Linked DNA regions of Mus musculus: regions 2, 3, 4, 5, 6 and 7 are each linked to region 1. Evidence: chromatin contacts called from public Micro-C and promoter capture Hi-C data. All regions are on one chromosome and are shown on one strand. The core of a region is the stretch at or near the end of the contact, and the rest is flanking DNA. Distances in the headings are between cores, read along the strand shown. Region 1 holds the start of Gkap1 (G kinase anchoring protein 1). Region 2 holds the start of Smad5 (SMAD family member 5). Region 3 holds the start of Tut7 (terminal uridylyl transferase 7). Region 4 holds the start of Isca1 (iron-sulfur cluster assembly 1). Region 5 holds the start of Golm1 (golgi membrane protein 1). Region 6 holds the start of A230056J06Rik (RIKEN cDNA A230056J06 gene). Region 7 holds the start of Agtpbp1 (ATP/GTP binding protein 1).

Region 1 (4,419 bases), core at 807-3,306:
CGAAGTGTTTCCACAACTCATCTTTTTCCCCCTAGGAATCTTGTTTTTGTAGGAAGCTTTGGATTTTGTGTCAAACTGCTGATTTTTAAAAGGTGAGGGTGTGAGATAAACTGTTGCTACTAAGGAACAGGCCAAGCTACGCCTAGCAAGATTTATAAATGAATGACCTGTTTTCTTGAGGCCTTGGTCTCTATGAAGGGCCACTGCCATCATGAGCACCTTCTTCTATGACATCAGTGTCGGGAAAGAATTGAGCCTGGGGGAACTTAAGTACATAATTTCAGCCCTTTAAAAAATGAACAGTAGTGACTGTGTCGATCAACACTATCAACCACCTAGCTTGATCCAAAACGGAACTATGCAATGTCAATGTCATCAGTTAATATGGCCATATGCTTTGAGAGGGCAGCTCTCTCACCATGTAGCCTGCACTGGAACCAAACTCTCAATCCTCCTGTCCCAGGCTCCTGAGTCTTGGGAATACAGGTGTACACCAGTTCGTGCAGCTAGAGAGGCCTTGGTGGACTCTAACAGATCAAACACAACAGACTGAGGACTTGCGACTCCAAGAGGCCCTGGGTTTGATGCCAAGCACTGTCCCTACGAATTACAAAATGAGAGGAAAAGGAATGGCCTGGTCTCCCTCATCTTCTTGGCTGCTTGACTGTCATTTTGACTTCTTAGAACTTAAGGTTACAGGGATCGAGGACCAACGGTCCTGAAACTTTTGCTTCCAACACACTTATCGAAAATGACATAAACTTAAAGGCATACCCGGAGCTCCACCACCCCCCCCCACCCCCCCCCCCCCCGCAACACACACACTGGTTAGGTGCAGCCTTCCTTTTCTAATCCGAAGCTCTCAACTTCTGTGGGTTGTGAACTCTTAGAAACAAAAACAAAAAGCAAACTGCAGACATGTACTAAGGAATTCAGTCATGAAGTGCAAAGGTGATTTTCACTTGCACACAACGTCCCTCTGATCCACGTGTAGGTTCTCGCTCTAGAGTGATTGCTAGAAGCCCCTAGGGTTAATATTAAACAGGTGTATTTCGATCTTTAGTGAAAAATCACATTAAAGAGGCTTAGACTAACCGATTTTAGTGGCATAAGCTAGTGTAGGGAAACCCCAGGCTTTCTAGGAAGATTCTCAATACAGCATTACCATCTTTCGGCAGTTTCTCCAGTATTTCTGGAGCTACAGCTTAACTTCATTCCCGTGACAGGCGGGCGCAAGCGCCTTCACATAAACAGACGAGGCTGAAGAACAATGCTTGTGTTTTTCCAGCGCCTCTGCCTCTCGCTAGAACTCTCCACCGACATCCCTTGAGAAATGTCGCCAGTGGAGGGAGCGGGGCAGACAATGGGATAAACTTTTGCCCCGACTGCTCCGCGTTTACAGACACCCCGAGGCTGGCACCCTACCGCTGCCACCGCCGCCGCCGCGCATAGCTGCTGGAAGCCCCGACAGCAGGGGCTTGTGCGAGAGCCTGCGCATCTACCTCGGGCTGCTGGGAGGGAGGGAGGGAAGGCGAGCGGCGAGCAGCCCCTCTCTCCTCCTTCGGGAACCGAAGCCAAATCTCACGCACGAGCAGTTCCGGGTGCTCCAAAACTTGTTCGCGAAGTACCCGGAGAAAGAGCGCGGCGGGCTGGGCGAGCCCCAGCCGCTGCCGAGACGCGGTGTCCAAGCCTGCAAGCGACACCGGCGTCGGGTGGGCGCCCCGGGGAGCCCCGAACGGGCGGCCGCACCTGCTGTCACTCCCGCGGCCGGCCGCGGCGGACCAGGCCTGCGGCCCGCACTCCCCCGCAGCCTCCGCGGCCCTCCCGCCGCCCGGCCCCGCTCGGCTCAGCCCCGCTCGGCTCCGCTCCGCTCCGCTCCCCGCCTCAGGCCGCACTCGGCCGCGTCCCCTCAGCCACGAGCTGCGAGGCTCCGTAGACTCACCGGGCCTCCCTCGCCGCGGTGCGGCCGCTCCCGTCTCCCCGCCGCTCCCGCGCTACCCCCGGGCGTTGGGCGCGGGCCGCGGGGCGTCCGCAGTAACGGGCCCGCGGAGGGCGGCGGCGCGCGGAGGGCGGGGCGGGGCGGGGCGGGGCGGACCCGCAAGCCTGGCGCCCGCCGTGGCCGGCCGGCGCGCGGGACTTCTTTGCCGAGGGTCGCAGCGCGGCGGACGCTGACGCCGAGGAGAGGTCCGCGGGGGACGGACTGCGGAGGACCAGAACCACCTGCTGGAGGAGCCGCGCTACGGGGGCCGCGCAGGGTCCAAACGGCTCGCGTAGGCGGCGGCTCCGCGGTCCTCGGGGTCGCGGAGCCGGGAAGGTGGGAGGCCTTCCGGGAGGAGGCTTAGGCCGCCGCGGGCGGCGCGCGGCGGGATCGCCAGGCTGTGGGGAGGCCCGGGGGCGGAGGCGGACCTCCAGTCGGCGAGGGAGGGCGGTGCTGCACGAGATGCAAACAGCCGGACGGCCTTGGGTTCCCGCGGGAGCACCTCCGGGGCCGCTTTAGTTTTGCAAAGTTAAGCGGCTTACCGGCAAACCCGTCCGCTACCGCCCAGCCGTGCGGGCTGCCCGGCGATGTCCCGCGCGAGTCACCGCCGCGGGTGTAGACGTGGGGGACACAGTGGGGAGCGAAGCAAAGAATCGCAGAAGACGCCAGATCACCCTAGGGCCCGGTGGAAAAAGAGAATGTTACTCGGGATCCGAGGACTGCGAGCATCTTTGGGGCAGCGCGAGGGAGGAGGCTTTTGGATTTGGCCTGGGAAGAGGTGGGGTTTTGCGGGGAGACCTCGGGGCCTTGGATGGAGGCCATTGGACGCTGCGTTCCACAATGAGATTGGAGGTGTTGACAAGTGGCAGAGACGACTGAAAAATGAGGGAGGGGGGCGGCGGTGGTGAGGGATGGCTGAGTTCCAAGAGTAAGGATTGATGTTTAAGGCAATATTTGATGTTTTAGGATTTAGAAGTTTGAAGGAAGAAATGAAGGCTTTTTTTGCTTTGTAACTCCTGCAGATGTTAGAGATTGAAAACTGGCAGTCCTGTGTAGACCAGGCAGACGGTAATAACAGATGAGCTATGGGGGGGCGGGGGGGGCGGTGAGGACACACGGCTATGAGCCCCCAACACTTGGCAAGCTGATCAGAAAGTGAGTCCAAGGCCGGTGGCTACACAGAAAGATTGATCCGGGGGTCGGGGCCAAGAGGATGGGGCAAGACAAGATAAAGGAAGGCAGGAAGAATTTTAAATGATTGAGAAGTGATGTGGAGGTGCATTCTACAGGATTTGAACATCTGATTGGGAAGGGAGAAATGAGGTCTTGAGACCCGGTTGCTTGTAAGAGGGAGCGTGAACACTTGGAAGAGGAGGATGCAGCTACTTACCGGTTTTCATAGGACTGGGGTTGAAGGCAGCTAAATAGGTGGCCATAAGCAGTTGAAGCAGTTCTAAAACAGCTGAAAGAACTGCACCTGGACAGTACACTGGGTGCTGGGGAATAGTTCAGTCGATAGCTTGAGTTCTAGCCCCAGAATAAATGTAAAAGCTCCCAGCGTGGTATATCAAGCTCTGGTCCCAAAGATTAGCGGGCAGAAACAGGTGGATCCCTCGGTCTTGTTAGCTACCCTCCCACTCTCCACAAAAAGATAGCACCTGACAAATGATAACCACACCCCCTCCCAGCATGTGCATGAACAACACACACAAGGATCGGAAACTCCTCAGCTTAGTAGCGTATTGCTATAAGAGAAGGGGGCAGACTCAGTCTAGAAATACATCATCATTAGAGTCTTGCTACCCCAAAGTTGACCACATGTGTGTCACCAGCAAGTTTGTCAGAAACGTGTGGATCTCGGGCCTAACACACACCTGCCCATTAGAATCTGCAACCTCAAAGAAATTCCAAGAGGTGACCCCATCAGATTTTGGGAAGCTCAGCTCTAGATGAGGAAAGTCAACAGAGGAGGGGAGGGTGGGCAGGGAGGAAGAGAGGGACACTTGGGTAAGGCACCACAGCAGGGGACTTCAGTCTCGTCAAAGCTGGGCCAGGGAGTGTGGGTCAGAACCACACACCGTGGAGGGTGCGGGAAAACCACGTGTGTGGGTTGTGACTGGCTGCCACGATCACAACAACCGTGTTTTCACTGAGGAGGGCTTTAGAGACTCTTACTTTCGGGCTCGGGGTTGCCTAGAGACAGTCCTAGCCCTGCTCACACACTCAGGGCATGTTGAAGTAAGTGGGTGGATTGATAGATCAAGAACAAAGTGTCCCCAGAGCAAGGTCAGCTAATCGTTTATCACAACTCGTGCCCCTGAACACAGACTCCTTTTCTCAGCCCCCGCGGGTTAATGCTCCTGTGCACTATTTCCCATAGAAGATGAGCAGGAACTGTGCCTGCCACTGCCAGGTAGGACCCTTTACCTCCTCCAGGTATC
Region 2 (4,419 bases), core at 1,388-3,887, 1.6 Mb before region 1:
GTTTATCAAATGACTAACGTAATCAATATCGAAAGAGTTGGGGAGAAAAGGCCCAATTTCTTCTTAAAGGAAATGTAATCAAGTACAAAGGATTTGGAGGTTGAGGTTTCTTGCTCTTTCACGTCACCATGGGAGCTGTGTAGTTCTTAGCACAAGGAGGTCATTGTATACATTTAAGGCAGTTGTTCTCAGCCCGTGTGTCAGAATCCCATTGGGGGTTAAACAACCTTTTCACAGGGGATGCCTAAGACCAGCAGAAAACACAGACATTCATAGCAATAGCGAAATTCCAGTTATACAGTAGCGAGAAAAATAACTTTATGGTTGGGGGGTCACCACACATGAGGAACTATATTAAAGAGTCACAACATTAGGAAGGTTGAGAACCACTGATTGGGGTGTTTATATCATCTCTGGCATCTACCTGCTAGGTTCCCATGGCCATGCTGCCTGGGACAACAGAGAAAGTCTTCAAATTGCAAGGCAGGGGACTGTGTTTCCTGGCTGACAACTGCAGGGCTTAATGATCCAGAAATCTTGAAATTATGTATGTGTATATATAGATATATATACTTTATATCTATATTATTTATCATATTTCTCTATATAGTTATATATTTATATTATTTATATTACTTATGATATATATTTACAGATCTTGATTCCCACTGCATGCATCATGTATCATCTGGTCAGATCACACTGTGCCACATTTGTTCTTAGATTCAGTTGATTACCCTAAGCAAGACTTCTTTATGCCTCTGGCAAGCCTGACAGTAATCTTTGACAACTGTATACTGGGCCCTCTGAGTTCTACATCCTGTGAAGTTTAGGTTACTTCTCAATTCTCTGGAAGAGTCCTACTGGCTGCTAAAGCCCCCATGCTTCCTTTCTGTGTTATTATCTCTTGTAACTGAGGGCCTGGCCTGAATGTACAAAGCCACCCGAGAGCCTGGAGTCTCAAGTTAATTTGCCCAGTGTGCAGATACACAGTTGAGGAAGTGAAATACTTGCTTTTAGGATTATACCCACGGTTCGGGACAGGACCCCAGTACTCACGAAGTGTTCTTACAAATATGCACACAATTTGTGAAATGATTTTTAATAGTTTCTTGAAGTGAGGAACGGCGCTGATACACACAATATTAAGCAAAGTCGGCTGCAAACATCAGTTCCGAAAAAAGGGCATTCTTTCAGTAGGGTTATAGGTACGTCTGGGAGTTGTAAATCCATGCCAGGCTCCAGAAGCCATGCCTTCCAAGGGCCGGTAACAGCAAAGACTTAACAGCCAGGAATCAGTAAGCCAGGCAGTGTTGGCGCATACAGAGTCCTCCTGCGCAGAGTTTATGATGTAGTAAAGAAGTTTAAGATGGAGACCTGAGATTGCACACTGATGGCCTGTAGGCTATATTGGGACCATGGGCTTGTTTTGTTTGGCTTGTACCAGGGTGAGTCTTCTCAATGTCTAAAAAAGAGAAGGGGAGGGCAGGTCAGGGAGCCCAGGAAAGAGACAAAGAGGCAGCTGATCAGATAAATGTGTGATTTCCTTTTAGTATAGAAAAAGATGCATTTCCAACTTTCTTCGAAAAGCCAGAAGATCTGCCAATAATGGGCGGACACTGCCACATTTCTTCCTGCGGATGGTTGGCTGCAGTCACAGCTGCTGCCTTCCCTTGGTGCTCTCTCTCTAGTTCCCCAGCTCTGGCCGGATTCTCACCTATCACCCTTTGACATGGCTGCTTCCATAAACGCCTCCTCACGGCATTTATTTAATCTCTTCCAAATAGAAACAAGCCGTTGGAGTCTGGAGAAACATGGAAACCGCCGCATTTGTGTGTCAAGTGAGGTGACCCTGGTTCAGGCGGAGGAGGTGGTAATAAAAGTGAGGAGAAACTGTCAGAATTAGGGATCTACAGAATTGATATTGGAGGATGGGATTGACTGGGAAAGGTTAAAAATAGTTCCAATTTACTCAAAAAGAAAACCGGTGTGTGTGTGTGGGGGGGGGGGGGATCAGTTTTAAAGACCTTTAAAAATAAACACGAAACTATTTTAAAAAGCTTTCCCTTGCTGTCCAAGCTGACCGTTTGGAGGGGAAGAGAAGCCAGACAGCCGGATTAGTACAGAGCTACCCTGTAAGACAGCTCGAGCACCTCTAAGCCTCCACTTGCTGAAGCCTGAGAGCTCAAGGCGCTCCCGGCTTCCAGATGTGGGGCGGTGTCCCGTGAACAGCTGGGACTGTGTCCTGAGAAATGGCCACTCGTCCTCAGCTCCGGGTTCAGCACTATCTCCACCTGCAGAGGATTTTCCCCCTTTGGGAGCAATATTAAGGCTACATCTAGTAAGCTGTGTGGTATCTGATGCTCAGCCAGAGGTCTCTGTCTCTTAGGGTTTCTATTACAAATCAATGAAAACGGCGAAGTTGTAGCTGAAGATACTTTTTAACGCTTTAGATTGGCTAGAAAGGTCTCCAGCTCTCCAGAGCGAGGACGACCGTTTCGCTATAAGGCGGGTGAGCTTGGCTAACCCAAGTGCCACTTCCAGGCTCGCTGCGGACAGCAGAAGCCAGGCCTCGGCCACTCCCGACGCGCATGCGCCGGCCGCCGCGGCCCTCCGCCGCCGCCCCCCCTCCCCCTCATCATCCGGGTCCCCGGCGAGCGGGCGCCGAGCGCTTGTCCCGGGGCCGAGCTGCTAATAAAGTTGCGGCGCGTGCACAGCGCGGCGACGGCGTGAGGAGAGCGCGCCTGGGCGGCGGGGAGGTGAGTGAGGGGCCCCAGGGCGGGCGCTCGGGGCCCGGCGGAGGGACAAGCGCCGGCGGCAGCGGCCCGCGTGAGGCTGGAGGCCTAGAGGCTCCCCACGCGGGACCTGACGGCACGGGACGGGGCTCCGCGCAGCGCGGGAGGCCCCGGTGCTAAGGAGGCCCCGCGCGGCCGACGAGGCCGGCGCGGACGAGGCCGCTGCCACCTCGGCGCGCCACCGACGCCCGGGCCCGCGCGCGGAGCCGCGCAGGCGGCCTAGGCCGAGCGCGCGCCCCGCCGCTTTGTGTCTGGGAGATAAGGATCCGCGCTTATCGGTGGGAATTACACTCCGGCCAGCCGGCTGGCGGCGACCCGCCCCTGCGCCCGCCCGCCCGCCCGCCCGCCCGCTCGCCCGCCCGTCACTCTCCGGACGTCGCAGAGGCTCCCTCGCTGCGCTAAACTTTGTGTGAGGAAGCGAAGCAGCTTTTGTCTCTGCCCCGGTCCCGGTGGTTCCCTTGGGCATGCGTGCCCAAGTTCAGACTCCATCCCCTCCCCCTGCCCTTTCTCCTCTGCGCTTCTGGCTGCGCCGAGCCGGGAACCCTAAGCTCTGGGAACTTCCCCGGTGGCGGCCGTCTTAGGGTCAGAGCATGCTCAGTGGCCCGGACTTTTCGGTTGCAGAAGGAGCTGGCGGGGATGGTCGAGGTATTTGGAGGTGTGCCAGCGATCCGAAGCGTGTCTCTGTGTGTGTGTGTGTGTGTGTGTGTGTGTGTGTCCGGTTTGTGATGGCCCCGGCGAAAGGAGTCCCGGCCAACCTGGAAGGCAGGAACGGCCGAACACTGTAGGCTAGATCTTTATCTTGATCGTAAAAGACAGTGTTTCCTGAGCAGCTGGAGGGGGGTGGGGGGTGGGTATTTCTGGCTGCTGCTGCGTTTAGATGGGTGTGGTGCTAAGTATATCTTGTTTATCTTTCTGTGGAAAAAGTTTTGAAGTCTGGTGGAGTTGATCACATCATGCCTGTTGCCTAGCACTATCAAGTGTATGCCTACCTAGCAACGGACACTGGGCGATCAATGGAATTTGTTGGTTGCTTTGACAGAGGCTAAGCGAAAGGGTACATGTGATTTCTTTTCTTTCTGACAGGGTTTTGCTAGGCAGACCTTGAACTCTGGCCAATCCTCCTGCCTCAGCTTCCAAGTGCTGGGATTACAGGGGTGAGCCATCACCAACTCTGGCTGTGTGTTTCTTTTTTAAACAAAGAGTGCTTGGATTTTCTTAGTGTATGGGAGTTACCGTTAAAGTTGAAAACCCAGTAGGTTTAGAAACGCTTAGAGTAGTAGTTGAGGGTTTCTGCTAGATGCCAGCCCATAATGCCTGTTGTATGGAAACAGTTCCTCCATGGAGCAGGACGGTTTCACACTCAACTGCTCTATCAGAGCTTATGATCCAGATGAGGTTAGTAGCAGTAGTAACAAATCACATTATTCCTTTTACCCTTTTTGGTAACATTTTCCCCCTCTAAAATGAACCCCAGAAATTATAAAATTCCAAAACAACTTAGAAGAATTGGTCTATCAAAATCTAACCTATATAAGGTTTGTACATATTAAGCTTAGAGGAAAAATAGTTTTGTAGCCATGCATGGTGGCCCACACCTCTAATACCAGGCAGGTAGACAGGTGTG
Region 3 (4,419 bases), core at 1,272-3,771, 1.5 Mb after region 1:
AGCCAGTCTGGTCTACAGAGCAAATTCCACACCAGGGCACCACACAGTGAGACACTGTCTCCAAAAGGGGGCAATTTTTCCAAGTCTAATTTCATACTATAAACAGTTTTCATGCTTTCCATCCAACTCACGACTTTATTTCACTTCAGCAAATATACTGACTAGATAGAAATAACTTTTTCCTGTTTTTTTCAAATAATTGTTATTACAACATCTATGTGCACATTTTGGAAAAATACAATCACTTTGTATCAATATTAAAAAATGTATTAGAAATGAAGTTTTAGCACTGGGAGGTCCAAGCAAGTGAATCTAGTTAAGGCTAGCCCTGACTACATGAAGCAGCAGCAGATTTTGATTCTTCTGAAAGGGAACAGCACTGCTTTTCTCTGCATTACGATTCTCTAAATTTCTATTTCCCAAATTTTGTTGTCAAGCTTGTATTCCAACTACTCGGGGTCCTGTGCCAGTTAGTTTGGTTAAACGGAAACTTGGTTTCTTTTTTCCCCCACAACTTCCTCTTTCCCTGTCACTACTTCTCTCCATCCCTCCTGCCTCCCTCCCTCTTTGTAATATACACAGCCTATACTCTGTCTTAACAGTAAATATTTTCAGTTTTATACTGTCATGTGCATGTTGAACCTATTTTAAAATTAAAATCATGTACACAAAAATAATGCCGACTATGGAAATTAGAGTATGATCTCTGAGGTTAAGTGGCCACCCTCCTCCTCTCCCATAAGGTGTTTACTAAAGTAAAATGAGCCTGGCTTTTCTGCTTAGTTTTTAGGGGACAGTACTGCACCTGCCTTGGAGCTTGTGATGGTCCAATGCATGAAATATGTTGAGGCTGCGCAATTATACTGCAAACACTAACACACTCACATTAAAGGGCTCATGACTGAAAAGAACAACACTTATTTGGATGAAGAAAATAGCACAGACACACAGTCTAGAGACTTGAGGCATACCAGGACTTCCTGCTTCCATTTCTGACATGGCTTCTAGGCTGCTGAGGTCTTTCTGAAACAGCCTTCTCACAGCTCTGCAGCCTCTCCCCTCCTGCCACCTGTAGGCATCGTCACTTTCCTGAAAGGATTCCTTCCTTGAGCGGCTTATGACAGGAATCCTAGGTCCGGGCTTGAACTCTCTCCAGCTGTCTGCATTACCAGCGAGTTCATCAGATAGCCATTTTTTATTTTGATCTTTGTGGTTATCATTCATCCAAGCAGGCTGACTGTAAATTGGGTTTTTAAATGCATATGGATTGCTGGAAACCCCATACAGTCCTTTCCTGGGGGTGTTCCCATAGTTCCCGGGTGATATCTTCTTTTTTGGAAGGCCCTTTTCCATTTTACTGCTATGGCCTTTAGCATAATCATCCATTATTAAATAATCTTGTTGGGGATGGCCCCTTCTGAAATCATCATCATCAATAATTCCACGGTCTTTAGTGCGCTTCACAAAGTAAGGTTTTGCTGTATCTCCCATGGTCTTTGACTTCAACTTTCTTACTTTGTACCTGAAAGAAGGCATTGGGGGAGGGGGGAACAAAACAAAATTGTAAAATAATATCATACCAAATACTCAAAGTAACACACGGGTGCCCTGAAGCCTTTATCTTCCCCCATTTAAAAATTAAATTGTTACCACATTCCTAATAATTAATGCATTCCAGAAGTTACAGTGTTCATAAAAACTGGTCCTTATTTAATACAAAGACTAAATCTGAAGACACTTCTATAGTCTCAGAAACTAAAGAAGTAACTTCTATGTAACGAAAGCACCTCTCTTCAAAGTAAACATCCTAAGTCAACACTGTTACAAAACTCCCAAATCTATTTCTTTTTTTTAAAGTTGGCAATTACTTTTAGGTATCAAAGTAGCCGAAACTATGTGAGCAGATTTCAGTTTCGATCAGCCCCCACTCTAAGCTTCGCTTTTCAACCCGGCGCGACCGCTGGGCGAAGGGACAGCACTTCCCACTAAGGTACCGCTCTAAGGGTCCAGGCTTCCGACCAAGGGACAACGCCAGCTGACTTACCCGACTTCTCAGTCCCCAGCCCCAGACAAGTCCAGTTTCGTCACCAACCACAATCCTCCGCAGGATGACACTCCTTTTCCTTCCCCATTCGGCTGCCCCACCCCTGTGTGCCTCAGTTTCCACCAGCGGAGTCCCCAGGCGAAGGAGGAGGCGGTTCCGCGCTACTGGCCACGAAGCCGCCGTGGGGAATAGGAAGCAGGAAGCGCCCGGCCATTGACAGGGTTCCGGGGTTCCCCGGACCAGGGCCGGAGCCCCGACACAAAGTGAAGACGCGGACTCGAACCCGAGGGCTCCGGGCGCACAGCCGGGCCGAGGCGGCCGGAGAAGGACGGCGCCAACGTACCTCGGGGCCGGGCAGATACGCTTCTGGGGGCGGGGGGAACCCACGGGCCCAGCCCGGAGGCGAGTCCCGGAGGGACGCGACGAGACGGCGCCCCGGAGCACTCACCAGCGCCGCTGCGGTCCCCCGCCGCTTCCTGTCCGGGCCCGGCTCCTCACCGTGTTTTCCTTCAGCCCCACTTCCGGCGCTCAGCGCCGTCTCATTGTGCGCGATTGGAAGACTGCGGTGTCCCCGCCCCGCGCTCCGCGGCTGGCCGGAAGCGCGCACCGGAAGCGCGCGCCGCCCAGGTTCCTCCCAGCGCCGGGGGCGCGCCGCGGGTGCGGGCGCAGAGGTCCGGGGTTGCTCCCTAGCTACCTGCGAGATCCGTCGCCCAGTGCTTTCGGGTTCCCCCGACGCCCCTCTGTGGCTGCTCGGGAAGCTGGGTCTTTTTATAATTCCGAGTGGCTCCAAGTTTCAGTGAGGGCCTTGTGAACGACCTTGAAGGAAGTTCAGCGGCCTAAACCTCTGGATTAAGCTCGACCTGGGGGTAGAAAGAGATTCAACTTTTTTTTTTCTTTAAGAACTAGCAAACAGCCGGAGAGTGGTGGCACATGCCTTTAATCCCACTTGGAGGGAGGCAGATTTCTGAGTTCGAGGCCAGCCTGGTCTACAGAGTGAGTTCCAGGACAGCTACGTCTACACAGAGAAACCCTGTCTCAAAAAAACAAAAAACAAAAACTTAGCAAACAACACAGAGTTGCTTTTTTTTTTTCTAATTGAACATTCATTGTTATCTAAAGTGTCCTACATGCCTTGAAAGCCTCAAGCAACTAATGAATAGAAGTGCTGGAAAAAATAAGGCAGTTTTCATTTCTACCTCTACAAAGTATAAATTTAAATCCATTGGGTTCTTTAGCCAACAGTCTTAAAGTGAAGAATGCATACAGCCTTTGCTATTCCAAGAAACTGTCTTTAAAACTGTAAATAAATACTAACTCAATCCTACTAGTTCAGGAAGAAAGGAATACAATTGAAATTTAAAAAGCAAAAGAGACATAGCTAAATGGTTGATATTCTACAACCAACTTGTTTTGTCAGTTTCCTCTTGCTGTGTGGGTTTGGGGATTTCTGAGTTCAAGGCTAGCCTGGTCTACAGAGTGAGTTCCAAGACAGCCAGGGCTACACAGAGAAACCCTGTCTCGGAAAAAAAAAAAAGTATTTACATTCCAAATGCTGCATCCTGGTTCCCCCCTCCCCCTTCCTTTCCCCAGGACCCCTCCTTTCACCTCTGAGAGGGTGTCCCCCCCCCACTTCATTGCCCAACCCTGGTATCATAAGGCACATCCTCTCCCACTGAGGCCAGACAAGCCTTCCCAGAAAGCCATCTTTCTCTAGGGTCCCACAGCTAGTAGCTGTTCTGAATATAACTTGAGAGTTCCTGTCACTGACAGTAAAAGTTCCATGTATCAGACTCTGACCACCAAGCAATGTAGACGTATTAAGAGAATGAGGGGGCTGAGGGAATGGGTGAGAAGATTTGCTACTTTTACAGAGGAGCAAATTTCACTTCCCATCACCCAAGGTGGTTGCTCACAGCTGTCTATAACTGGTCTCCTAGGGGATCTGACACGAGTGGACTCCACCAGCACCTGCATGCCCACACACAGACACACACACACACAAGGACACACACACACCCTTCAGAAAGGACGAAGGTACATTAGAAAGTACTCTAGGGGAAAAACCAATGGCAAAGCTTGGCCCTTAAGGAGACCTGATTGAAATCCAAACCTTCACCAGCGGGAAGCATGTGTTCTTAGCAGCTCTGTGTGACTTGAAACATACTCTTAAAACATTTGTGATAGCCTCTTATGTAGATGTCTTTTGTTCTGAAAATTCATCGGAGCCAAACTAATAATCTGTTTGCCAGGCAGACAGTGGCATTTCATCGAGTCCAAAGGGAGCTGACGATGCATCATTATATTTATGATGGGCCAAAGCCGCGTCACCACACCCAGGTGAGTAATCTCTGAAGTCCTGGCTTAGGTAAGTCCTT
Region 4 (4,419 bases), core at 794-3,293, 1.5 Mb after region 1:
AGTCTACACCACAGTGTAATGGCTATTCCTGGTTGCCAACATGACTCTATCTGGAATGAACCACAATCCAAAGCTGGAGGCCTCACCTGCAATCCAGAGCTTGAGGTTGTTAGATAAAAGTTTCTGACCTGGATCTTGGCATGGAGATCTTGAGGCACAGTGGCCATGAAAAGCTTAGGCCCAGGCAAGGCAGTACATACCTTCAATCCCAGGAGACTAAGGCAAGATCATCTCTGAGTTCAAGGTGGTACACACTTTTAACCTGGGCCACACCTTCTGTTAGAGACCTACAGGAGGACACTGGGAGGAGGAAGATTTGCTTTTTGCCTGCTTGCACTTACTTGCCAGCACATCTGTTGGAACCTACATCTACAGAAGAGCAGCTGAAACAACTAGCCTCATGGGACTGAGCAACTACTAGATCCTTGGACTTCCCACTCACAGCTGACCATTGTTGAGGAGTTGGACTACAGACTGTTTAAGTCATTGTAACAAATCCCTTTACTATATAGACTATCCATAAGTTCTAGAAACCCTGACTAAAAATACACACAGCCCAATGTGCCAGCCCATCCATTCTGTCCACGACTGGCATCAGCTAACAGATAGCTAGTGTTTATGTTTTATGTCACACCTTTCCTGGCCATGGCTGACTTCTAGTAGATGTTGCAGAATGTCAGACTCCCTGCTGTCAGGCTGATGTACCGGCCAAGCAATACCTAACTCATATTACTCTTGTTTGCTAGTTATCTCTCTCTCACACTTTAGGCCGTTGGTCACCTCGTTGCTTTTGCATTTGCTATGTGCTGGGGTTCAAAATGTTTACCAGACACTTGAAAAACAAGTACGAACCACGACGCCTGCCAACAGCTGTGCCTATGAAAATCAGGGAAAGGTGATTCTAGGACCAAGCCTAACACCACAGACTCTACAGCTGAGCTAGGCAGCGCGGCAGAGGGTGTGAATTGAGATCTACTATACATAACGAAACAGAAGATTACAAAGCACGACACAGGCCAGGACTGTGCAAATGAGATGTTACTCCTGGAAGGAATGGCCTACGGAGGGTGCGAGCCAGGCAACTCAATTATTTCTTCTCATGAAAAACAGCGGATCATGATAATGTATGCTTATGAGGTAGAAACGGGGGCAGAGGGGGGGTGTGAGAAGGGGCGGGTCGAAATTTCCCAAGTAACATGCAATAGGCCAAATGGTGATTAAAAAAAAAAACAAAACAAAACTAAGCAAGCAAACAACGACAATAACAACCACCACCTATCCTGTGCTCGACTTTTCTGGAATTTATTACTTGTAGGAGGATTCTACTCTATTCTCAGTAAGATGAGCATAGTTTGCACAATCCTAGAATCCATGACATACCTGCGGTGACGAAAACTAGCTGGTCCCGGAGGGAAAAGCAACACAGAATGCAGTGTGATTACTGGGGCAAACTGAAGGGCCAAACAATGACCTATCCTATAAACAGATTATCTCACTTGTTCACGACTCCCTTCTATTTTGCTTCAACTAACTATTGGCAAGAGCCCCTCTTAGGACTCTGGGTGGAGCGGATTCCGCGGTGGCGTCTGGACCGAATGAATCCCGGTCTCACGCTGTCCCGATCCTCTGGGGCTGACGCCTCCTGGGAGGTTATGCGGAGCCGCGGCGTTCCCTGTGTGACCTTTCTCCGGGAACGCCGTGACCTCGGCGGCAAACTGCCGTCCTCCGCCCCGGCCGCCCGGTGGCAGCGCACACAGCCCGTCCGCCCCATCGAGCTCCGCGCGCGGCCCGCCGGGAGACCCTAGTCCGCGTCCAGGCTCGCTCTGCACCCCGGGCCGCCGCCGCCACCACCTCCCTGCGGACGCCGAGGTGACTCACCAGTGTGAGGGCCGCCCGCGTGGGCTGCAGTTTTCTCTTGCTCACAGCCCGCACGGTGGCGCGGACCAACGACGCCGACATGTCCACGTCGCGGCACCCGCAGCCTCCGGCTGGAGCGTGGGGACTCAACTTCTCTCCATGGACACGGCGGGCACTTTGACGCCACAAGCTCCTGCGCAGGCGCCACAGGCCCCGCCTCCCGTCGCCCGTCCCGCTCCACCATTGGACAGTCCGGGTGAGTGACGGGCCGGGCCGATTGGCCGTCATCACTGACGAGGCAAGGGAGGTGACCTGTGACCTTGCGGGCTTCGCGGTCACTGCGCTAGCGGAAGTGGGATGGCTCCTTCCGTATGGCGTACACTAACGACAGACCCCCCGGAAGTGGGGACACGGCTCTGTGACTCTGGAGCTGCTTCGATAGTAAAGCAAGCGGGTAGACACCATACGACAGGTTTCCAGTTATTGAAATGTCACTCTTGTGTAGCAGTTTGTGTCAAGAAAACTGAGCACGTACGTAGCTACCAGCCTCGCATGGAAGCACGGGCATGGTGGCTCTATCCGAGCCTCTGAGAGCGAGCGCCCTGGGCGCTACGTTAGCATCGGTTCTTGAGTCCCGATCCCGGGCCCCGTGCACATTTGGCTAGCCTTTCCTGCTAGCCGGTCCCATTTGATTAGCTGTGCGCCTGTCACCACGCCTCGGCTTCCTTCGCGGCCCGTGATGACGTAAGAACGGGAGCTCCTTTATCTCGGAGCAGCAGCTGGCCCCGTGCGGGAACTGGGTGGGCGTGGGGAGTACTGAGGGGTTTGCTACCCCTGATCGCCCCCTTATGGTTCCAGGAAGGCCGAGGGAGGGAAATGGATTCGGCCTCAGGTCTAGACGGAAAGAACAAGTGTTTTCTTTTCCAGTGCGATCTCACTGGTCTGACTAGAAGGGGCAGTTTCCCCGTCCGAAATGGGGACTTTGCCATGCTGGAACACTGACAGAGTAAGACAGACATTGTACATTCTGCCTAGACCTGCCCAGGAGCTAAGAAAATGTTCTGACCCTTTCTTCATAGCTTTACAAAGAGTGGGCACACCATGTTTTCAACTCTATTTTTAGTGTCTGAAAACTGTGAACCCCACTCGGTCATTGATCTCTCTCTTGCAAGGATTTTGTTCCACTTGGGAAGATATCCTCTCCTTAAGATAGAAGCCACCTTTGAAGCAAAAGAAAAACAGACTGATTTTTTTTTTTTTTTTTGGTTTTTCGAGACAGGGTTTCTCTGTACACTGAAAACACATCTTTTACATCTTTTACCAGGAAGCTTGCCAAAGCAGTTCACAGTGAGCAAGAGACTGTTAGAAGGTGAAGATCGGGTGTTCAGAACTCCTGCTGTAAAAACTGGATTCTGAGTTTCCGCTGTTTTAGAACAGAACAGGGCATCGGCCCTGGCCCTGCGATCGCTTGCAGAGGAAGCTTTGACTTGGCCATGGCTGCGAGCCTGCTATCTTATCCGCTGAGAAGCGTGCCTCACTTGTCTAATGGTATCAGTATAAGCCATCAAAAACACCAGGCTGCTGGGCAGAATTTTTTTTAAGAATCAAAATGTAGGAAACCTTTTTAAGGCTAGAAGAAAACATGACAATTCTGTTTAATTTTAGGGGTAAGTACACTCCTCTCCCTCAACAACCGACAAAACATCCAAGTAGAAAATAACTACCAGGTATAAAGATTGGCCTGGCTGCGTATTTCTTCTCCGTTCTAGGGGCAGAGGGATAAACAACACTAAGCGCTTTTTCAGTAGGCGTGGCACTGTTCCAGCCAGAAAGCAGCGCTGTCACTTCACAGCCAGAGGCAGGAGGAAAGGAAGCAGGCCAGCAGCTGAGCAGGAGGAAAGGAAGCAGGCCAGCAGCTGAGCCGTCACGTAGCAGGGAGGCCCCGGTTGCACAACCCATGAGTTTGATGGTCACCATTTTTATTTTTTTACCATGATTTCCAATTTCTTAATGATTTCCATTTTGACATGACTCTTTCATAACTAGACTATGACCAGTCTAGTTCACACATATATGCCTCTCGTGAGTCTCCCTCGTTGTGCCAGTGTCCTTAGCAAGCTCTCTCTCTGCCCCCCAGTCTCCTGCTTGCACACCCCAGACCCGGTGCACAGCTATCAAAGGGGAACAGCATGGGCACCCTATTAAGGAGATGTGTACTGTCAGCGCTTTGGTTGACTTTTCTAATGACTCATAAGAAAATAATGTGGATAAAATTACACGTTCAAAGTTCGATTTTATTTCAAAATGATAAATAAACCGGCATAGTTCTGACTCTGTACTATTTCAGAAAGGCTTGTGAAGTTCATTAACAGTTTAGAGAGGGCTCCAGTCAGACCAGAAGGTTGCCAATCAAACTTGTGATTGGCAGAGACAGCAGCCTCTTTGATCTTCAGAGGTTTGTAAAAGCTCTCCACCCTAATTTCTGTGTATCATAAAAAGTAAAAAGCACTTTTATTCTGTCCTTTTCTCCTTTAATTTTTCTTTTTTAAACCAGCAAAAAAG
Region 5 (4,419 bases), core at 643-3,142, 1.4 Mb after region 1:
CTCACCTGGCTCCTTCAGAGTGCAGGGGAGTGAACGCCCCCGCACGTAGGCCCCAGGAGTAAAGAGCAGGTTAGAACCATTCTGCCTGTCTCTATTGTTTTCTTTTCCCAACCTAGAAATGCTTTAAAAATGAAATTATGGGATGGCATTTTTCATGCCAGGTCTTAAACGAACCTTTAAAAAAATTTTTTTTAAAGAAAAAGAAAGAAAGAAAGAAAGAAAGAAAGAAAGAGAAAGAAAGAAAGAAAGAAAGAAAGAAAGAAAGAAAGAAAGAAAGGAAGGAAGGAAGGAAGGAAGAAAGAGGCAAACATGAAAAGACCAAAGCCCTGCTCCCTTCCCCTCACCATCCCAGGACTTCCAGGGCTGCTCTGCAGGCCCAGGCTTCCTGCAAGCTCCCTCCCTCTGTCCTCCAACTGACTCACAGAGGCCAATTCCTAGGTTCCATCTCTACTACTTCGGGTTCTTTCACAGGACACTGGCAGGCCCTCCCTGCTGGAAGTGGCGGGGAAACACAAAGAGCTCACTGCTCTTTGTGCCCTAACCCTGAAAGCAAACAAATGCGAATCCTTCCCAACCCCCACCAGTAACTAGGCTTGTCACCAGTAATTAAAAAGCAGATGGATTTCAAGGTTTAACAGCCAAAAAAAAAAAAGTCACAGTGTATCATACCCCAACCCTCCACCTGCCCCCACTCCCACCCCAGGATCCCATGCAAACAACATTTCTTTCATTTTATATTGTACAAAACTCATTCATTTCAATGTGTAAAATTGTACAAATGTGCAAAAAAAATGTGCAGAATGTAATAATTGTTCCTTAAGAGACAGAACTGGTGCCTAAAACCCCAACATATTTTCTTAACATTTCCTAAGAATTCCATTTACTGTCCAGTAACACTTTCAGGAGCGTGTGCCTGACGAGTCTTCACACTGACTACGGTTTTCTCTTTGCAAAGGAAAAGGACTCTTGCCAGTAGCTGGGACTTGGTTGAATGCTTCTCTAAGATGACTAACGATAGCTGGGACGCCCAGTGACAAGGCTTGTGGCTTCCCAGGCCTCCAGCCCTCACCTTCGGAAATACAACTAACTGTCCAAGCGACCCAAGAGATGGCCATTCATACACGCTCAGCCATTGCACTGCGCTAAGCGGCTCAGCAAACTGGTGTGCACGTCACTCCACTCCCGCTCCTGAAGAACGAATGTTCCTAGGTATGTGAAAAAAAAAATGTAAGGCCCTGAGACCCCCTAACCAGACAAAGAAAGCCTCAAGTCTTGAAAGTCAAAACAGAAAAAAAGTTATTAGCACACGTTGAGATGATAGCGGAAAACGGCTAGCCCACACACAGACTTTCCCGACCTCACTATTCGTAAATTGCTAGGAAGAACTCCTCAAAACTGGGACTGTTTCCCGATCTTGTTTTACATTCTTAAAGTAACCTCTAACGGTTTTAAATACAGTGCAGAAAAGAGTATCAAAATCCCAGCGACTGCTCCCAGAACAGAGCAAAAGTTGTTAGGGTGTTCCACCCAGGCAAGAAGCATCCTAGAAAGCCGGCTGCAGCTGCCGGTGGCTGGCGACCGACCCTGCACCCGGGGGACTCAGGGGCCACTTTGCAGGGTCTGCCGGGGCGGGACGAGGGCAGGAGGAGGAGAAAAGAAAGGGAGGAGAGGACGAGAGGGAAGACAGTCGGAGGAGAGGGAAAGAGAGATGACGAGGAAGGGAGGGACGGAGAAGCGGGGGAGGCGAGGGGAGGAGGCGGCGGCCGAGAAGAGAAGCGAGGAGCGGGAGCAGAGGCGCGGGCGGTGGCCGCGCTGCATCCCACGGGAGAGCTCACCTGCGGGGCAGCGAGGCGCTCCGTCCGCTCGTCCGCGCGGTCTCTGCCGAGGACGTCTCAGGCGAGCGGGCGGGCGGGCACTTCCGGCGGAGCCGCAGCCCTGGCCCCGGCCCCTCGGCGCCGCCCTCCTCCTCCAGCTCTCCGCCCCGCAGTCTTCCCTGTCCGCCACACTGCCAATGGTGACCCCTGAGGTTACTTGCGGAGAAGCAGGATTTTGTCTTTCCGGACAGCTCTCTCTATAAAACCCAGGCAGGTCTGGAGCTCGCTGTATGGAACAGGCTGGTCTCGAACTCACGGAGCCTTTCCGACCTCTGCCTCCGAATTCTTAACTCTGACGATATTTACCAATCATTGGTTATTGCCATGCACGGTCCTAAATTCTGACCCTGAACACTGGTGTCAATCACACGTTTTAAGCCTCCCCGCCCCCCCCCCCTTTTTTTCTTTCTCACTCCGGCCCCCACTTGCTCAGGCCCTTCTAAGTCTCCCTTTCTTAATGCATGGCTAGGGTTGTAGAAGAATCTCTCTTTCAAGGCGTCCCAATTTTCCTCTCTAGGTAAGGAAACCTGTTCTACCCTGAGCATTTCTTGAATAAACAATAAACACTTGAGCAGTGACTGGAATCATGCATGTAATCCCAACGCTGAGATGGAAAATGTTCTCTATTTTGTTTTCCCAAGAGACAACTTGTGGTTGTTTGGCTTAGAATGCCCCACCCCCACCCCATTACCTGATACATTTGAACGTCTGCTTCCTGGTTAATGAACTGCTTAAGAAGGACTAGGAGGCGTGGCCTTGTTGGGGTAGGTGTGTGTGTGTGTGTGTGTGTGTGTGTGTGTGTGTGTGTGTCACTGGGAGCGGGCTTTGAGGTTTCACAAACCCAAGCCAAGCCAGGTCTAGTCTCCCCAGCCTTCTGGCTTGTGGTTGTGGATAAGATGTAAGATCTACAGCTCCAACAAATGCCTGCCTACTGACACGGTCCCCACCATGATGGTCATGAACTGACTCTCTGAAACTAATGAGCCCCCAATTACATCCTTTCTTCTATAAGTTGCCTTGGTCATGGTATCTCCTCACAACAAAAGATCGGTGACAGTGGGGCATGGTGGCACACGCCTTTAATCCCAGCACTTGGGAGGCAGAGACAGGCAGATTTCTGAGTTCGAGGCCAGTCTGGTCTACAGAGTGAGTTCCAAGACAGCCAGGGCTATACAGAGAAACCCTGCCTCGAGAAAAAAAAAAAAAAAAAAAAAAAAAGATCGGTGACTAAGACAAGCTTTTCTAGACAGGACTCTCAGAGCAGAGGGAAGTTGTTAAGGACACTCCTACCCAGTGGTTTATAATTAGAAAACACCCAGACCTGCACCGGTGGAGGAAGTGCCTGAAACCTTGAGGTTATTAATCCAGAATCAGCTTCCCAGAGTGTTCTCCTGAGGGGTTCTTGGCCACGAAACCATATGGATAAATATCAGTGCTGTTGACTGCATGCCAGAACCAAACTTTAAGACCCTGTTATAGAGCACTGCACAGTATGGTTACGGGACATGGAGAAATCGAATGGAAGTCCCCCAAGTGGTTTTTGTACTGCTAGAAGGCACAATGAAGGCTGCCGAAGGAGGATTGTCACCTCGGGGTAGGCTGGGGACTCTGTGTGCCATGCCATCAGTATTTCAGGCAAGACCTCGTCCAATAGTGCACAAATTGTCCTGGGTGCCTCCAGCAACTTTCCCACTGGCTAGAAGTTACAAGAAGGAGTCTGGTGCTTCATTTTCAAAGCTGCCTTGAGGCAGCTTAAGTCCAGAGACAATTGAACAGAAAATAGATCCCTGCTAAGCTTGCAATGCCATACCTCTGAAAGGTTTATTTATTTTGAAAAGATCTAAGTACACTGTAGCTGTCTTCAGACAGCACCAGAAGAGGGCATCAGATCTCATTACGAATGTTGTGAGCCACCATGTGGTTGCTGGGAATTGAACTCAGGACCTTTGGAAGGGCAGTCAGTGCTCTTAACCACTGAGCTAGCTCTCCAGCCCCTCTGAAAGGTTTAAAATGGGGTGAAAGGGACTGTTGAGATAGCTCGGTGGTTAAGAGAGCACTAACTGCTCTTCCAGAGGTCCTGAGTTCAATTCCCAGCAACCACATGGTGGCTCACAACCATCTGTAATGGGATCTGATGCCTGTTCTGGTTGTGTCTGAAGACAGCGACAGTGTACTCATATACATAAAATAAATAAATGAGTAAATCTTAAATAAAATAAAATAAAATGGGGTGGAAGGGTAGAGATGAATCCCTGTGGGGTTTGTTGAGTAAAAGACACAGGATAGGAAACCAGGATGATCTGTAAGATTGTGCCTTTATTATTATTCACAGAGCAGGGTGCCTTGCTTGTTAGTTTGTAAGGTAGTTCTGCACTCAATCAGTGGGCCTGCCACTCAAGGCTGACTTCCAACTGCAAATCAGCAAAATAAACTGCTTGGATTTCAATTATCTTCATATCCACACTCTTTTTTTTAAAGACTTATTTATTATTATACATAAGTACACTGTAGCTGTCTTCAGATGCACCAGAAGAGAGAGTCAGAT
Region 6 (4,419 bases), core at 905-3,404, 1.3 Mb after region 1:
GAGGGCCTTGGGTTAGAGATGCCACCTCTCTGAAACTAAACCAGCTCATGACAAACAGCCCAGATGAATCCAGTGGTGTCAGCATTTGACAAGTCCCTGCAGGGAACACAATGGCTCCATCTACCATTTGAAAGCCAGCAGTCAGGACTTGAGAGACCTTTACTATGAAAGAGACATAAATACAGTCAGCATAGGATAAACAGAGACTCCACAGCCATGGATCTGGCTAAGGAATGAAAAACATCCAGAAAAATATTTTGAACATGCACAGAATAATGGAGTGATCCTTCCCTAAATAATACAGCAAACATTCAGAAGACATTTACATTGTAATAATCAAGTGATCTAGAGGTGAGAAAGTATATACGAGGGAGTTAGGAATTTATCTTAGTGTAGAACTAAGGCTCTAGGTTAAATTGCCAGGGAAACACACACACACACACACACACACACACACACACACACAGAGCTTTTATGTCCTCTCATTTTATTTTATTATTATTTATTTATTTATTTGTTGTTTTTTTTTTTTCGAGACAGGGTTTCTCTGCATAGCCCTGGCTGTCCTGGAACTCACTTTGTAGACCAGGCTGGCCTCGAATTCAGAAATCCTCCTGCCTCTGCCTTCCAAGTGCTGGGATTAAAGGCGTGTGCCACCACTGCCCGGCTTTATTTTATTTTTTTTAAAGATTTATTATATTTATGGGTGCACTGTAACTGTCTTTAGAGACACAAGAAGAGGGCACCAAACCCCTTTACAGATGGTTGTGAGCCACCATATGGTTGCTGGGAATTGAACTCAGGACCTCTGGAAGAGCAATTGGTGCTCTTAAACACTGAGTCATCTCTCAAGCCCATATATCCTCTTATTTTTTAAAAAGATCTATTTATGTGTCTACTTGAGTGTACAGCACCCGTATGCCAGTGCACTTCTGGACCACACTTACAGGTAGCTGTGCTACCTCCAGTGGGTCCTGGGAATGGAACTTAAGTTCTGTGGAAGAACAGGAAGCACTCTTAACCTATGATCCATCTCTACAGCCGCCCCCTCCATGAATCTTTATCAAATTAGTGTTTGTCACGCCCTTATACACAATATTGAACAAATCAGATGAACCCTGTTCACATTTTTCTAGGTTTCTTCTGGAGTCTCAAAAGGTCATTAAACCAGTTTGTGCGATTTCTTTACTCATTCTCCTCTTCTAAGGAGAACTAACTACATGCCTTACGTTTTTAGGGCAATTTAAACGAAAACAAAGTTCTTGTCCTCAGGAAATACACTCCATGGGGGAAACAATTTTTAAAAAATTTAAACAATCAACATGAAGTCCGAGGATACAGCCCAATGACAGATTGCTTGTGTACTCTTACTGAGTGTTAGCTCTCAACCCTGGGACAAATGCTAACGGAGATACCTATTTAACATGTATAGGCGGAACGGAACGTTCTCCTAGAATCCCAGTCTCTACCTGGTAGAAGCTATGGCTGGCATACCCGGCCCCCTTACTCCAGCACAGGGGCTGGGCTGCACTGCCCCCCAGCTGCCTTCGCAGACATTTTGGTTACCTGGTTCTTCTCTTACCCCTTCCCCTGGCCCCTTGGTCTCCCCGCTCTCCTCTCTGCTCTCCTCCCGTGAGCCGGCTCAGGGTCACATTCCCTCTGGACCCTTCTGGATGTCTGACTCTGGCTATGCTCTCCTTCATACCTACACTCAACCTTCTCCTCCACCATACTTAGAAGCAGTCGTGTCCTTTTTAAATATTTTTATTTTTTCATTAATTAAAGGACCTGGGTTCCTTTCCAAACACCACCCACATCCACACCCAATCTACTTTATGTCAGGATTATTAAGATAAAACTAAAACATCTGAGTTTGGAAGAAACGTGCTAGCAAGCTCGATGTAAATGTCTTATTTTTCTTTCCTTTACAAAGTGCTTGCGCGCTGAATGCAAGACATAATAAATAAGGTCAGTTTGCACAACCACAAAACAGCAATACGGCCGGCAGCTGGCCCCTCCCCGGAAGCCCTACCCCTCCCCTTCACCCTTGAGTCACCTTAAAGAGTTTCCCAGGAAGCACTCCAGGCTCCGCCTCTCTCTGGGTTCCGCCCACGGCCGGGTCTCGGCCGGAGGGGAGGAAAATGGTGCATGGTTTCCGGTCTCGCGATGTGCTATAATCCCGCGAGAAGAGAGGATGCGCGCCTACCCGGATGCGGCGGCCTAGGTGAGGGAGGGGGCGTGGTCGGTGCGCGGAGTCCCGAAAGTCGGGAGCCGGGAGCGCGCGCCCAGGGCGTACGCATGCGTGCACGCGGCCGGCGGGGCGGGGCTGCGAGGGGAGGGGGCGGCGGCGGCGACGGTATTGTCGGTGTCGTTATCTCCGTGGCGCGGACGGTGCGTTTTGACGCGGGTGGTCGTGGGAAAGTATCCGGGGTGGCCCAAGTGGGGCCGGTACGACCCCGAAGTCCGCCGTGGCGGATCTCAGGGAGTGGGCACCGGCGGCCGGTTCCTCGCCGCGCCTCGGGTCGGAGCCGAGGGCGCGCGCCGGGAGGCCGGGCTGTGCCCGTGTCGCCCGGGCGACGAGGGCCGCCTGCTGCCGGTTCCCCGCGTGGACCGGTCTCCGCCTCGATCTCGGTCTCAGTGGCGCTCGGCCCGCGGTGGGCCAGGGTCTCTGCGGAGGCGCCTGCAGGGCGAGGCAAGGCCCTGGTCTTGCGAAGCCCGCCAGGTGAAGGATGCTCGGTCGCTGCCGAGCTTTGAGGGTGGCTCTGATTCCCGGAGGCCGGGCTTGACAGCCGGCGTCTCCGGACTTGTAGTCTTGGGCTGGGATGCTTGAAGATCTCTGGAGGGATTGGAAGAAGTTGTGAGTCCTGGCAAGTGCGAATCAGTGCGGGAGCAGCAGCCCGGTTTATGTGAGGTCAGGTTGCTCAAAGCTAGGTGGTTGGGTTTTGTTTGTTTGTTTTTGCAGAATTCAAAGGCGTTCTGCCTGCAGAGTTTTGGAAGTCTTTCACCCAACACTTGGGGCAGTTTTGCAGCTCCTGTGCCTGCCAAAGCTATATTCCCAGCCTCACACCAATGTTCCCTTTGCAGGCATCATGGTTATGAAAGCTACTGTAGACGACGATGCTTCGGGATGGGAGCTCGGGGTCCCGGAAAAAATGGAAAAAAGTAGCACAAGCTGGGTGGACATAACCCAGGATTTTGAAGATGCTTGTCGAGGTGAGTTTTGAATTTGGGGGCTTTTTGGTTCAAAGCCTGGGGCAGGATACATGAGGTTTTCTCAACTTTGACTTAAAAAAAGAAAGAAAGAAAGAATAAGAAAAAAAAGAAAGACAACCTTGTGATTTTTTTTTTTTTTTTTTTTTTACTCAGATTTGTCGTTTTGTTTTTGAGAACGTGTCCTGTAGCCCAGGCTGACAATGTTCTTGTTGTGGAGATGACCTTGAGTTTCCTGCTCCTCTTGGATATTGAGATTACAAGCCTGGAGTATGATGTCAGGCTCAGTGTTGATAACCATACATTACTCTGCTCTTTGCTTTTTTACTTTTGGTCTAAAGCAAATGTATATCGGGTAAAACTTTAAATACGGATGTTGGCGATTTTTTTAAAGAGAGATTTTTCTTTCTGTATTTGTACATATGTGTGAGGGTGCTCACACTTGAGTGCATGTGGATGGCAGAATAAGGCGTTGGATCCCTTGGAGATGGAGTTATAGGCCTTTTCAGGAATCCTGGCTTATGCTGGGGTTTGAACTCTGGTTCTCATGATTGTGTACCAAATGCTCTTTCCGGCTCCTTGACAGTTTTCTCCTAAAGTTTCCTAACTTCAACAGGTTAGATAATCAGTCCGTGATAGCAGTGCCTACCTGTACACACACTTAACTGGGCACAAGAATTTTTGCGTATTTGAGATTTAAAAATGACCGTGTCCTATTGTTCTCTTTAAGATCCTCTGGTGACTTCCCAGGCTTCTCCGGCATGGTTTCCTAAGTTCTGGGCTGTTTCCTCCCATTGCCCTGTCCTTCCCACTCTTATCCCAGTGAATACCAAGGTGCCTTGCCTGGCTCTGTGAACTGTGTTCCCTGCACCTTGAGTTACTTTGTATCAGACCACTGTGTATGGCTTTTGCACATCTTATGTATCTTTCCTGGTGAAGGCTCACAAGGGCACCTGTAAGCAGATAACCTGTAAACAGATAGGCTAAAGGGCATCTTAATTGAGCCACCCTGTTTATCACCAGGATTGTAGGTGTTTGTGCTTTATTTACCCTGATAGGAGCTTGATAGTGGCAGAGATCGTGGGTATAACTGTAGAATATAGAGCTGTGTATGGCACATAGTAGGGCCACAGTGTTTGGTAATAACTAGATTTAGTGGCATGTACTAGTAGTGCCATTAGTAGTCTTAGCTACTTGGGTGTTTGAGTC
Region 7 (4,419 bases), core at 554-3,053, 1.3 Mb after region 1:
TCCTAAGGGATGTGCAGAGGATCACCAGTCACCGTTTCCTCCTATCTGAACTCAGAGCTGAGGGCATCAAGCAAGAAGAGCAGACTCTGAAGATGACTACTGAGGAGGAAGCTAAAAAGGCAAAATCCAAACTTTAGGATGCCATACAAATTAAAATAGTTCACGCCCTTGCAGCTTTTACCTCTAACTAATGCAGGGTTAATCATTACACGGCACTGCCGCCAGACTTTTCTAAAGAGGATGCTTCAAGGGAGAGAGCAAGATGGTTCTGCAAGCACCGGCTCATGGCCATGACCACTCTCCTTCCATCACCTGCACCACAAGGTCGAAAAGAGAACCAAAACTCAAAAGTGCTCTGATCTATACACACATGTAAAAGAAATAAGGGGTAACCCTTGAGCCAAATCAATTGGAAAACCTTTATTTAAAAATTGCTACCACTGGGCTGGAGAGATGGCTCAATGATTAAGGGCCGTTCTTTCGGAGAACCTGGGTGGGTCTGATTCCAAGCATCCACATGGTGGCTCACAACCATATGTAACTCCAATTCCAGTGAATCTGACACATTCTTCTGACCTCCTCAGGTACACACATGGTGCACACACACATGCACACACAGGCACACACACATATGTATATATACATATGCATATGCGTATAAATCTTAAGAAACTAAAAATACCACAGAAGGTTAAATTACGTTAATATATTTGACATTTATGTCATGTTGGTCAAACACATAAGGGGTCTGTTTCAGAGTCCAACAGAGATTACAATTTTAAACACTGATCCATCAATTCAAGGCAAAACTCTATGGTCATTCAAAATGACAGTGTAACTCCATTGTAGAATGTGACTCGGGAGAACGAGAAACCAAGCAAACCAGGAGAAACTCGGGTGGACTAAGGCATCGCCAAAGTGCGGCCCATTAGAGGGATCTGATTACAGATCTCCAGGACTTTGGTTTTGACATCTGGCCTGTTTTAAAATCCGTACCGTTCAAAGTGCCTTAAATAAATCATTTCTTCTGCAGCCAACGAAACCAGAAACATTTCCAAAACACAATTACAAAAATAACTTCCTCTCTCAGGGAAGCAAGGAGAACTGTGAGAATAAGTCAGAAGCTGGCCAAGGAAGAGCGAGCGCTCGGGAGAGCCACTCGACTCTGTGGACTGCGAACTGCCGGGTACCTGATGGGCACCGTTACCATTCCGAACACCTGGAGAGGGCTTGCCACAGACAGCCTGCCATGCCAGCGGGATCGCCGTCGTTACCTCACACGCCGTGCGAGACCTGCATCATCCACGGACCAGCATACACAGTCAACGTCCACCCCGACCACCCGGGGAGGTGTTGAAACTGCCGTCCACGGCGCTAAACTGTCAGGGAGCAGCCAATCAAAGGGTCCCGGGGCGCGGCAGGGCGGAGGCCAGGGAGTGGCGGGCAGCGGAGCGCGGAGGAGAGTGCACGGGGCGACGACCGCCCCGGCTCGCTCGACTGCCCGCCTCGCCGCCTGGCAGCGCGCTTCGCCTCCGCCAAGTGAACCGAGGAGCCGCCGGGAGCCGGCGAGCGGGACGCGCGGGCGGCGGGGACGCTCACCGGCTCGGCTTGGGCGCTGCGCTCGGCCTCCGCGCCCGGGACTCCCGGGGCGCACGGCGGTTCCTCGCCGCCCGCCGCCCTTCTCCCGCCGTCCGCCGCCCGCGGCCCGCCGTTTTCATACAAACCCGGGTGGCAGGAGAGGCGGAGGCGGCGAAGACGGCCGCGGAACATGCCCGCATCCCGGGCAACGTCAGCGCGGCGCCCCGCCCAACTCACGGCTCCGAGGGCCGGCTCGCGTGCGCCCGGTAGGGCGCGTGCGCGTGGGGGAAGGGCGCTTCCAGGGAAGGGCGGGACGTCGGGGGGGGGGGGGGCCCGCGGGGCGCGTGCCCGCCGGCGGGGGCGGCACGCCTGGAGGGAAGACAAGCTGCGCGTGCGCAAGGTCGGGTGGGTACCAAGAGGCGGGGCGGGGCGAGGAGGGGCGGGGCGGGGCGGGCGGGGCAGGGTGGGGCGGAGTAGGGAAAGGACTCCACTCTGGCGTGGGCAACCGGCGGTGCGCGCCCTTACCTTTGGGTTCCTGTGGGTCGTGGGCCAGTGTAAACGTGTTAGCCCGCTAGCAGATCGACACGTTCATCAAATCGCCTTCTTTTTTCCTTCCCAACCGGGGGCGTAGCTCCCAAATCCCATCAAACCTTGGGAAACAGTGAGGCTAGTCCTTCCTGACCCCAAGTTGACCCAGAACAGGCTGTGAAGGCTGTGGCGCATGGCCCATTTATCCAGGTAAATGAGATTATCTGATGGTACTGCGAACAAAATGTCATGCCCATTCATTTCAAAACGATGTTATGGAAAACCTTGGTGCAGAAGCTAAAGGCAAAAAACAGTGGGGGAGAAGTAGGGAGCATGCTTGTGTTTTGACTGTGTTTAAATACTCTGAGATACATTGTTAATAAAGACATCATTTGCCTTTTTAAGGAGCATCGACCATGCTCCCTGTTTATGGTGGTTGGTAAGGGATGTAAAATTATCACAGCATGATAGGGGACTAAACTGAGCCCTGTGGGGTTTTTATTTTGTTCTTATGTTTCGTTCAAGCAGGTTTGTGGAGGTAATTCAAAAAACGTATTCAAGGTGTGAAACAGTGCTTCATGCTACTTGCTCTTGGCAGATGTCTTTACTGAGAGGAACAAAAGACTGCCATTTTATAAATGTTGGTTTTCCCCATACCTATAACACATGTGCACATAATGATAGATTCAAGTATTTAAAATACCTTTAAACCACTCTCCACCACAAACTCCCCAAAATGAAAACGATTGTCTAAGAACATTTAGTAGTTCAAAATTCATGAGACATTATTCAAAGAACGTGTTTCTAAATCAACTTGCAATCTAGAAATACATATAAATTGAATTCCTCTTTAGCAAAGTATGGTTAATGGTCAGAACAAAGGCTCAGAAGATTGGCCCATACAGCCGGGTAACCCACAGCGTCATTGGCTTTGAAGTTATTGCAAACACACAACTTGCAGATGAATGGCACCTTTAGCAAGTGTGAGAACCTTCTCACCTGGAGAAGGATTGGGCTCCAGCTCTTATCAGACCCATGGGAGTTCCCAGCCTCAAGGACCATAACTTAAAAGCATGGAAGCACAAGGGTTTGAGCACTCGGGAATTAGCTGGCTACTTCTCTGAGCACCACACTGCTCCAGCTGTCTCCAAACCCTCAGCCAGAGCACTGTGCAGGAGCAAGGGTCCTCCAAGATCTCCCTCCATCGCCATGCTGTTAGACACCTTCTCTCCCAGAGCCACTCCTTTGAAGGCTCAGCTCAATCTTGTACGCCTCCACTTCCCTTCTCCCCAGAGGCCTGCTTCCAACCTACCTGAACAGTAGTGGAATTCAAATGATTTTGAAACCTCACTCATTGTGTGGCAATAAACTAATGACTAGAGGGAAGCATGACTCAGTGACCGGATACATGCTTTGCACTGGGGCCCCAGTTCAATACCAACTGCCACAAAAATAACTTGTAAAAAAGAGTCATCAGATGTAGGTCAGTCTAGATCGCTTAACTGGCACACCTCAGCCTGGCAACTCAGAGATTCTGTACAACTTCACTTATTTCGGCTTTAGTGGTAGAGAGCATGGCTCCATCTCTCTTGATTTCTTTACCTCTTAAATCTTTAATACTGTGGCTTACAAAATGCAACAAACTTAATAATGAAACTGTAGCTGAAAGATCTAGAATATCCATGGACCTCTCCAAAAGTACGGTTTCCGTGGGGAGCATAAATGTTGGGACAGCAGTTCGGTCCTGGATTTCTGAAACCTGGTGGGTCCTCCGGAATTGCAAGACTGTTATAGCTCTTCGCCATATTCAACAATCAACAATTTACTGAACACCTATATAGGTCAGAGGCAATCATCTGGAGATCTTTGGGGAAATAAAGCAAATAACTTCACTGGATGAAATGTCTAGCAACTGCCCTGTGTCAGGCTGAAGAATTTCCTACAAATAGGCCGAGGAGCAGAAATTCAGGATGAAGAACTTGAGCCGAACCTAAATAAATGTGGCCAAGCTGGGAGATGGGAGAAATAACCCTTATATGGCACACAATGGAATGGATTTAGATGTAAAAGGTCTTACCATGGTTTCCATCTGGTTGCTACAAATGGCATGGTGATCAGGGCCAGAAAACTTGAGAGAGAGAGACAGAGAGAGAGAGACAGAGAGAGATAGAAAGACAGAGAGAGAGACAGAGACAGAGAGACAGAGACAGAGAGAGAGAGAGAGAGGGTTTTTTTTTTCCTGTAGGCCTGGCTGTTCTAGAACTAGTTCTGTACACCAGGCTAGTCTTAAACTTGCAGAAATACAGCTGCCTC

What was found. Promoter capture Hi-C pulls out the DNA fragments that hold promoters and counts their contacts. A called contact is a pair of places that touch in the nucleus more often than the background predicts. Capture Hi-C pulls out chosen DNA fragments and counts their contacts.
Region 2: a contact with region 1 is called in a Micro-C map of embryonic stem cells, with 6 times the contacts expected there. The contact joins the promoter of Smad5 here to the promoter of Gkap1 in region 1. A contact is called at or near these places in 1 of 39 promoter capture datasets (pre-B cells), 1 of 484 Hi-C or Micro-C datasets (embryonic stem cells) and 1 of 115 datasets of contacts at active chromatin or transcription factors (pancreatic cancer cells).
Region 3: a contact with region 1 is called in a promoter capture Hi-C map of liver, with 3 times the contacts expected there. The contact joins the promoter of Tut7 here to the promoter of Gkap1 in region 1. A contact is called at or near these places in 4 of 39 promoter capture datasets (the 3T3-L1 cell line, the C10 cell line, liver and 1 more) and 1 of 9 other capture datasets (liver).
Region 4: a contact with region 1 is called in a promoter capture Hi-C map of pre-B cells, with 2.0 times the contacts expected there. The contact joins the promoter of Isca1 here to the promoter of Gkap1 in region 1. A contact is called at or near these places in 7 of 39 promoter capture datasets (the C10 cell line, cranial neural crest, frontonasal cranial neural crest and 3 more).
Region 5: a promoter capture Hi-C map of second pharyngeal arch cranial neural crest shows a contact between it and region 1. The contact joins the promoter of Golm1 here to the promoter of Gkap1 in region 1. A contact is called at or near these places in 4 of 39 promoter capture datasets (the C10 cell line, hippocampal neurons, liver and 1 more).
Region 6: a contact with region 1 is called in a promoter capture Hi-C map of liver. The contact joins the promoter of A230056J06Rik here to the promoter of Gkap1 in region 1. A contact is called at or near these places in 3 of 39 promoter capture datasets (the 3T3-L1 cell line, embryonic stem cells and liver), 1 of 115 datasets of contacts at active chromatin or transcription factors (astrocytes) and 2 of 9 other capture datasets (adipose tissue and liver).
Region 7: a Micro-C map of embryonic stem cells shows a contact between it and region 1, with 3 times the contacts expected there. The contact joins the promoter of Agtpbp1 here to the promoter of Gkap1 in region 1. A contact is called at or near these places in 5 of 39 promoter capture datasets (the C10 cell line, cranial neural crest, hippocampal neurons and 2 more), 1 of 484 Hi-C or Micro-C datasets (embryonic stem cells), 3 of 115 datasets of contacts at active chromatin or transcription factors (astrocytes, embryonic midbrain and pancreatic cancer cells) and 2 of 9 other capture datasets (adipose tissue and pancreatic islet).

The regions. Positions count from the first base shown.
Region 1 is chr13:58,272,132-58,276,550 of GRCm38.p6, forward strand. Gkap1 (G kinase anchoring protein 1) reads right to left here and starts at 2,057. Exons shown (of 12, transcript NM_019832.4): 1 at 1,943-2,057. It overlaps Gm26555 (a long non-coding RNA gene), which reads left to right and starts at 2,720. Exons shown (of 8, transcript XR_873524.3): 1 at 2,720-4,419.
Region 2 is chr13:56,700,373-56,704,791 of GRCm38.p6, forward strand. It overlaps Smad5 (SMAD family member 5), which reads left to right and starts at 2,638. Exons shown (of 7, transcript NM_008541.3): 1 at 2,638-2,759.
Region 3 is chr13:59,820,589-59,825,007 of GRCm38.p6, forward strand. It overlaps Tut7 (terminal uridylyl transferase 7), which reads right to left and starts at 2,522. Exons shown (of 27, transcript NM_001373962.1): 1 at 2,045-2,522; 2 at 972-1,522. The coding sequence starts at 1,491.
Region 4 is chr13:59,767,746-59,772,164 of GRCm38.p6, forward strand. Isca1 (iron-sulfur cluster assembly 1) reads right to left here and starts at 2,044. Exons shown (of 4, transcript NM_026921.4): 1 at 1,879-2,044. The coding sequence starts at 1,959. Etohd2 (ethanol decreased 2) reads left to right here and starts at 2,221. Exons shown (of 2, transcript NR_015349.3): 1 at 2,221-2,601; 2 at 3,182-4,419. Tut7 (terminal uridylyl transferase 7) reads right to left here. Exons shown (of 27, transcript NM_001373962.1): 27 at 4,131-4,419.
Region 5 is chr13:59,673,892-59,678,310 of GRCm38.p6, forward strand. Golm1 (golgi membrane protein 1) reads right to left here and starts at 1,893. Exons shown (of 10, transcript NM_001035122.2): 1 at 1,836-1,893.
Region 6 is chr13:59,583,069-59,587,487 of GRCm38.p6, forward strand. A230056J06Rik (RIKEN cDNA A230056J06 gene) reads right to left here and starts at 2,155. Exons shown (of 2, transcript NR_045633.1): 1 at 2,057-2,155; 2 at 1-162. It overlaps Naa35 (N(alpha)-acetyltransferase 35, NatC auxiliary subunit), which reads left to right and starts at 2,265. Exons shown (of 23, transcript NM_030153.2): 1 at 2,265-2,391; 2 at 3,085-3,213. The coding sequence starts at 3,090.
Region 7 is chr13:59,555,499-59,559,917 of GRCm38.p6, forward strand. Agtpbp1 (ATP/GTP binding protein 1) reads right to left here and starts at 1,804. Exons shown (of 26, transcript NM_001377097.1): 1 at 1,600-1,804.